2 separate regions of the Oryctolagus cuniculus genome follow, and region 1 is linked to region 2. The links are chromatin contacts, called in public Hi-C maps. All regions are on one chromosome and are shown on one strand. Each heading gives the region's core, a stretch centred on a gene start, on an enhancer-like site or on the middle of the called end of the contact. The rest is flanking DNA. Distances are from core to core; before and after follow the strand shown.

The links. Hi-C and Micro-C count contacts between places; a contact is called where the count stands out from the background.
Region 1: a contact with region 2 is called in a Hi-C map of skin fibroblasts, with 1.8 times the contacts expected there. The contact joins two enhancer-like sites. A contact is called at or near these places in 3 of 6 Hi-C or Micro-C datasets (ear pinna, skin fibroblasts and an unstated tissue).

The regions. Positions count from the first base shown.
Region 1 is chr1:5,233,163-5,236,764 of mOryCun1.1, forward strand. It overlaps SPTBN2 (spectrin beta, non-erythrocytic 2), which reads left to right. Exons shown (of 38, transcript XM_051826457.2): 30 at 221-305; 31 at 548-744; 32 at 957-1,093; 33 at 1,184-1,259; 34 at 1,337-1,387; 35 at 1,565-1,785; 36 at 1,950-2,123; 37 at 2,603-2,645; 38 at 2,924-3,602. The coding sequence ends at 3,157. Among named protein-coding and RNA genes, the nearest start is that of LARK, 7.3 kb to the right of the region's middle. Within about 2 kb of position 2,164, at least 4 of the 8 cell types and tissues checked have an H3K27ac peak or open chromatin away from gene starts, as enhancers often do.
Region 2 is chr1:5,093,597-5,096,974 of mOryCun1.1, forward strand. The region is part of intron 13 of TOP6BL (TOP6B like initiator of meiotic double strand breaks); the gene reads right to left. Among named protein-coding and RNA genes, the nearest start is that of RCE1, 5.7 kb to the left of the region's middle. Within about 2 kb of position 1,760, at least 3 of the 8 cell types and tissues checked have an H3K27ac peak or open chromatin away from gene starts, as enhancers often do.

The sequences.
Region 1 (3,602 bases), core at 914-3,413, 140 kb after region 2:
TGGCGAGCTGAGCGGAGCAGGGGGCTCCGTGCCGGCTGCTTCGTCTTGTTCTTTGCTTTGCAGACCTTTCACTCCACGTCCCCAGCACTGTTCAGGGATTCCCCCGTCCCATCCTACCCCCAGAACTGCCGTGCTACCAGAAACCACTGGGCCCTCAGAGGAACCCCCGGGGACCCCGGACGGGCCCCACTGGGTGCCAACCTGCCTCTCTGCCCCTCAGATCTCGGAGAAGCTGTCCCAGCTGCAGGCCCGGCGCCAGGAGACGGCTGACAAGTGGCAGGAGAAGATGGACTGGCTTCAGCTCGGTGAGCTGCTCGGGACACAGGTCCCGAAACGCTGGGGGTCTCGCGTCCTGTGGCTTCCGCAGGAAGTGAGACCAGGAGCCCTGGGCTCTCGGGGGGCACCCCCTGGCCTGCTCGGTGCTCTCCGGCGACACCCCCTGGCGCCTCTCGGGGGCGGTGGCTCTCTCTGTGCCCCGTTCCGGAGGCTGCCGCGGCTCCCAGCCCCACGCTGACCTGCCGTCTCCCCGTGACCCCGATCCCGGCAGTTCTGGAGGTGCTCATGTTTGGGAGAGACGCGGGGATGGCAGAGGCCTGGCTGTGCAGCCAGGAGCCCCTGGTGCGGAGCGCGGAGCTGGGCTGTACGGTCGACGAGGTCGAGAGCCTCATCAAGCGGCACGAAGCCTTCCAGAAGTCGGCGGTGGCCTGGGAGGAGCGCTTCAGCGCACTGGAGAAGCTCACGGCGGTGAGGGCTGGGCCCCCGGGCTCAGGCCTGTGCTCCCTTCTCGCCCTGCTGCAGCGCCCCCCCCCCCCAGCCGTGAGCCGAGGGCGCCCCGTTAGGAGCCACCCGTCTCCCTGGGCCACACTAAAACGCCCCGCCTGCTTCCCTCTTCTCCACTGCCCCGTGGCGCTGGCCCGGGCCGAGACACGTCTCTGAAGTCAGGCGTTCCTTGACAGCTGGAGGAGCGAGAGAAGAAGAGGAAGCAGGAGGAGGAGGAACGGCGGAAGCGGCCCCCTGCCGCCGAGCACCCGACAGGTCTGCCCACCGAGAGCCTGGGGGACGGCCAGACGCCTGCCGACGCTGCCTGGGACCGGTGAGAGCTGGGACTCCCGGGAGAGGAGGCGGCGGCTGAGCCCGCGCAAACCGGAGACTGACGGTCAGGTGTCACCTTCGGCCTTTCCAGAGCTCAGCCGCAGCCGCCAGCACCCACACAGGCGCCCAGCGTGAACGGGGTCTGCACGGACGCCGAAGCCTCACAGGTAGCCCCCGCGGCCTCCGTGTGCCCCGTTGGCGCCCCGGCCCCAGGCACACTGCTCACGGCCCCTTGTCCTCGCAGCCCCTGTTGGCACAGCAGAGACTGGAGCCGGGCAGCTTCCCGGTAGGCCCTGTGAGTGTCCCTGGAGGTGCGGGTGTTGCCGACGGGGAGATGCAGCGACAGAGGGGGCCGTGCGAGGCCTGGGAGGGGAGCGGGCAGAGGCCGAGGGGGGAATGGCTCTAGGCGGTCGCGCGGGGCCAGGCACCTCCCGCGGCGTCCTCCGAGGCTCACGCAGCTTTTCCCTCCCAGGGGGCTGGCGCGGGGGATGAAGTCAACGGGCTGCAGGGAGAGCAGCAGGCCCGGCCCCGCGGCCCGGCCGCGCCCACACTGCCCCAGAGCAGGTCGTCGGAGGCCGCGCAGGCGGCCACCCTGCCGGCTCGTGGCCCGGAGCTCTCGGCCCAGGAGCAGATGGAAGGCATGCTATGTCGCAAGCAGGAGATGGAGGCCTTCGGCAAGAAGGCGGCCAACAGGTACCACGCGGGGCCTCTCGGGGTGTCCTCTTGGGGAGAGGCAGGGCTGAGGACCGGACGGGGCCTGGAGACGGCGGGTGGAGCCAGAAACTCGAGGATGCCCAAGGGAGCCCCAGGGGACGGGCCGCACCGAGTCCTCGCGGGGTTCGCCGTGTGCCTCCCAGGTCCTGGCAGAACGTGTACTGTGTCCTGCGGCGCGGGAGCCTGGGCTTCTACAAGGACGCGAAGGCGGCCGGTGCGGGAGTGCCGTACCACGGGGAAGTGCCCGTCAGCCTGGCCAGGGCCCAGGGCAGCGTGGCCTTTGACTACCGGAAGCGCAAGCATGTCTTCAAGCTGGGGTAGGGCAGGGGCTGGCGTTCCGGGGATGGACGGGGAAGTTGGGAGGGACGCCAGGTGGACCGTGGGCTCGGCCCAGCCAGGGGTGCCGACACCAGCCGGGCACGGGGCGGGGCCACGGGGCGGGGCGGGCAGCGGCTCTGCCTGCGTCCTACAGTGAGGGGGGCAGGGGAAGTAGGGTTGAGGCTGAGAAGTCCTCCAGGGCAGGGTCCCGGCACGCCCCCGCCTCCCGCCCCGGGCCTGCCCCTGCCTGCCGGCAAGTGGCCAAGCAGGCGGCGAGGCCTGGGATGAAGTGAGCTCACCCAGGCCGTCTGCAGCCAATCGGAAAGGACTCGCTTCTGCACAGTTGCTTCCTGGGAATCTGAGGAATGTGCGAAGCGTGTCTGATCTGGCTCTGAGGGCTCCCGGCCTGGCTGCGGGCCGTAGCTGAACCCTCACCAGCACTGCACTCAGCTCTGCCCTGTGGCTTCTCTCCCAACAGCTTACAGGATGGAAAAGAGTATTTATTCCAGGCCAAGGATGAGGTGAGCTGCCCCTCCTCGCCCCCTCTCCCCGTCTCCCCGGGCCCGTCTCCCGGGGCGCTTCCTTTCCTTGCCTCTCTCTGTCTTGGGCTGCGTGCCCCGTGCAGCCCAACAGCCCACGGTGTGCCAGCTGGGCAGCCGTGACGGTCGCACCCAAGCTCGCTCCCCGTGTGCCAGGGGTCAAACCGGCGTTCTTCCTTCCCCTCCTCCTCCCTTGACCCTGCCTGCTGCCCCCGCGCCGTGTCCGTGGAGCTGACCCGTTGCCTGTGCGTCCCCTGCAGGCGGAGATGAGCTCGTGGCTGCGCGTGGTGAACGCGGCCATTGCCGCCGCCTCCTCGGCCTCTGGAGAGCCGGAGGAGCCAGCAGCGCCCAGCGGCACTCGAGGCATGACCCGGGCCATGACCATGCCCCCCGTGTCCCCGGCCGGGGCCGAGGGGCCCGTCGTGCTGCGCGGCAAGGATGGCCGAGAACGAGAGCGAGAGAAGCGTTTCAGCTTCTTCAAGAAGAACAAGTAGCTGAGGGCAGGCGAGATCCCGCCAGGCCGGCTCCCCTCCGCGTTCAGGAAACTGCCAGGACTGTCGATAGGGACCGCCCTCTCGTCAGGACAACTGCCTGCTGCTAGGGTTCGTTGCCAAGGCCAGCCCACCACCAGGGACTGTCACTTGGGACAAGCCCGTGTTCCCAGGAGCAGCCCTCTTCCGCTGTTTGACTCCAGACTGGTGGTGGGACCCAGGCAGCCCCCAATCCTCCCTCCCACTCGCCCCTCTTCCCTCCGGCCCCACCTTATGCCTCCACCCCCGCTGCCATGCGGATGACGTAGGCCACGGGGCAGGGGGCCGTGCGCCCCGGCCTCGCCACCCTTCTCCCACCACAGCTCCGGCAAGCCATCCGCCACCCAGCTCCCTGCCCCTGGGGACCGGCCAGGACCCTCCCAGAGCTGAAGCAGGACCTGGGGGCGGG
Region 2 (3,378 bases), core at 510-3,009:
GCGTTCATGGCAGTATTACTTGTATTAGCTGAAAAGTAGGAAAAATTCAAGTGTTCAACAACTGATGAATGGATAAATAAAATGTGAGATACTCATATAATGGAACATGATGCAGTCACAGGAATGGATGTAGGGCTATTATATAATATGTACCTTGGAAGCATGTTAAATGCAGGAAGCCACATACTACATGGTTTCATTTTTACAAAATATTCAGAATGGCCGGCGCCGCAGCTCACTAGGCTAATCCTCCGCCTAGCGGCGCCGGCACACCAGGTTCTAGTCCCGGTCGGGGCGCCGGATTCTGTCCCGGTTGCCCCTCTTCCAGTCCAGCTTTCTGCTGTGGCCAGGGAGTGCAGTGGAGGATGGCCCAGGTGCTTGGGCCCTGCACCCCATGGGAGACCAGGAAAAGCACCTGGCTCCTGGCTCCTGCCATCGGATCAGCGCGGTGTGCCGGCCGCAGCGCGCCGGCCTCGGCGGCCATTGGAGGGTGAACCAACGGCAAAGGAAGACCTTTCTCTCTGTCTCTCTCTCTCACTGTCCACTCTGCCTGTCAAAAAAAAAAAAAAATTTCAGAATAAGCAAAGCCAGAGATACAGAAAGTAGATTAGTGGTGGCCAGGGGTGGGAGGCGGAGGGGCGCTGGAGCTAACTGTTAATGGTGTTGTTTTCCTTTGGTGTGATGGACGTGTTCTAGAACTAAGTGATGGTAGCTGCATGACACGGTGAATTTGCTGACAACCACTGGACTGGACACTTCAAAATGGACAATTTTACAGTGTATAAATTGTATCTCAAGTATTCTACCATGTATTGTTTACTAAAACAAGTTTCAATTTCTACATTCTAACTAACACTGAAGGGGCAGGCACCTTAAGGGTATGAAGGAAAACAGTATTAGGAAACTTCCCAACTTTTTTTGATAAAGCATTTTAAAATTTATTAATTTGAAATGCAGAGCAAAAGAGGGAAACAGAAATCTTCCATCTGCTGGTTCACTCTCCAATGCCTACAACAGTCAGGGCTGGGCCGGCGGGAGCCAGAATCCGGGAACTCCACCCAGGTTGCCCAGATGGGTGGCAGAAACCCAAGTACTTGGGCCATCATCTGCTGCCTCCCAGTGTGTGTGTTAGCAGGACGCTGGACCGGAAGTGGAGGTGTGTGTTTATCCCAGGCACTCTGATACGGGATGCAGGCATCCCAAGCAATGGGTAACTTGGTGTGCTACAACGCTTACCCTCAATTTTTAAAAATTCACTCTAATCTGAAAATTCTCAATAGATACACCTTTCTCCTATCCTTGGTCTTGCCAAGGAACGAGCCGCATTGGGATATAAGCTCTGAGCCTCAGAGGACTTCCCCTTCATTCGCATCTGGGCCCAGAAGAGACAGCCCCGTGCTCAGGATGCACCTCCTTGGAGCCCACCCTCACCCCCCAGGAAACAACGCCCTTCCTGGGCAGCCGCCGCCCTGTTGCAGCTTCAGCTCAGTTCCACCCTCGTCTGTAACACCAAGCCCACTCTGGTCCAGTACTCAGGCTGGAATCCATGCTCACATGGCCTTTCCCAGAATGCTTTCTATAAAATGCTAAACATGTTTCCCCTTACTTCTTCCATTTCTCCGCGAACACTATGGGTGGTGTGCTGTTCCACCTTCCTGTTTGGAAATGGAAACAGGAACTGGCCCAGAGCTGGAAGAATCTTGACTCTCCATCCTCAATCTTGTAGTTCTTCGCTGAAACCACTGGGTGTCTCTCTTAAGCCACTAACAAGTCAGCTATCTCTGAATGGCCATTACCACAGGAAACATGGGCCCTCCTGGATGGCCCCAATCTCTCTCAGTCCCTGGACTCACCTTCCAGTCCTGCATGGTAGCAGTGTTAGGCTCAGGAGCCAGGAGGTCTCAATACACATCCTCAGCTGTGAAACTATGATCTCACTAGAAACATCTTTACAGACATTAATGTGCAAACCCTTGCACAGGTCGGGGACTTCCTCCCAAGACCTGTTACCTCTGGTGAGACCCTGAGGTCGTGAGCCATCTGCCAAGTGAGCTCGGCTATGGATAGCCCTGGAGCTGTCGGCCATCACTGCAGCCAGGGAACTGGGTGAAAGAGGTCACATCCTTATCTTTGAGATCTCACTGGGATATCAGAGAAGCCCAAGCAAAGAACTTCACAGGCTGAAGAGCCCTAGGCCCTGGGTCCTACAATGGTCCGTGACCTACCCTAAACCTACCCCAGAAAGCTGAAGATGTGGATAGCTGCAGTACTCCCACCATGTCCAAGTTACAGCCCCAGAACCTGTGACCGTAAGCTTATCTGGGAAAAGGGTCTTTGTGGATATAATGAGCAATCCTGAGATTGGATCATCCTGGACTTGGGGTGAGCCTCAAGTCCAATGACAGATGTCCTTAAAACGCAGAGGGAGATTTGAAAGATACATGGGGAAAGGCTAAAGATGGAGGTACAGACTGGAATTACACAAACCGCAGCCCAAGGAACACTTCCCACCAGAAGCCGGAAGAGGCCAGGAAGGGTTTTCCCCTCCCACCCTTGGGGGAAACGTGGCCCTGCCAACACCCTGGTTTTGGACTTGTGGACTTCAGAGAATAAATGTGAGAGAATAAGTGTGTTGTTTTTGAGTCATCATGATGATGGCAGTTTCTTACAGAATCCCTAGGGGACTGACACAATGGGTCTTGGCTTTATTTGCTCAAGGTCTGGGCAGCAGCCCTCCAAGTTCAAGGGAAACTGGCCAGAGTATTTGCAGGGAACCAGGTGAAAGGAACAGCAGACACAATCCAAGGAAAAAGCGCCGTAGAAGGGACACAGAGCCATGAAAAAAGGTGTGGTCAAGGGTGCACTTACAAGCAGGTTTCCACTGGCCTTGCCTTTTGGGCTACACCCAAGAGGAGGATGGCAAATCCACGGGATGCCACGATCCTTGGGTGCCAAGACACCAAAACTTGCTCATCCAATCAGGCAGTAGAGATAGGAGGAGAAAAGATGTAGAGGAGGTGCTGCAGACTGTTAGTCTCTCAGACACGGGCGCATAATTCTTTAATAACAACTCTATTGCTATATAACTGGCAAGCTGTGTGTGTGTGCTTGTGTGTGTAAATAAAGTGCAGACTTCAGTTCTGACATACGTACATACTTGTGAAACATCACCACATCAAGATAAACTTCCATCTGCTGGTTCACGCTCCAAATGCCTACAGCAGGACTCAAACCAGCGCCCATATGAGATGCCAGCATCACAGGCAGTGGCTTTACCTGCTGTGCCACAGCGCCGGCCCTGCGCATCTTTTTCTCTCCTTAAGACTCGTTTTATGGGGGCTGGCAATGTGACACAGTGGGTTCAGCCTCTGCCTGCAA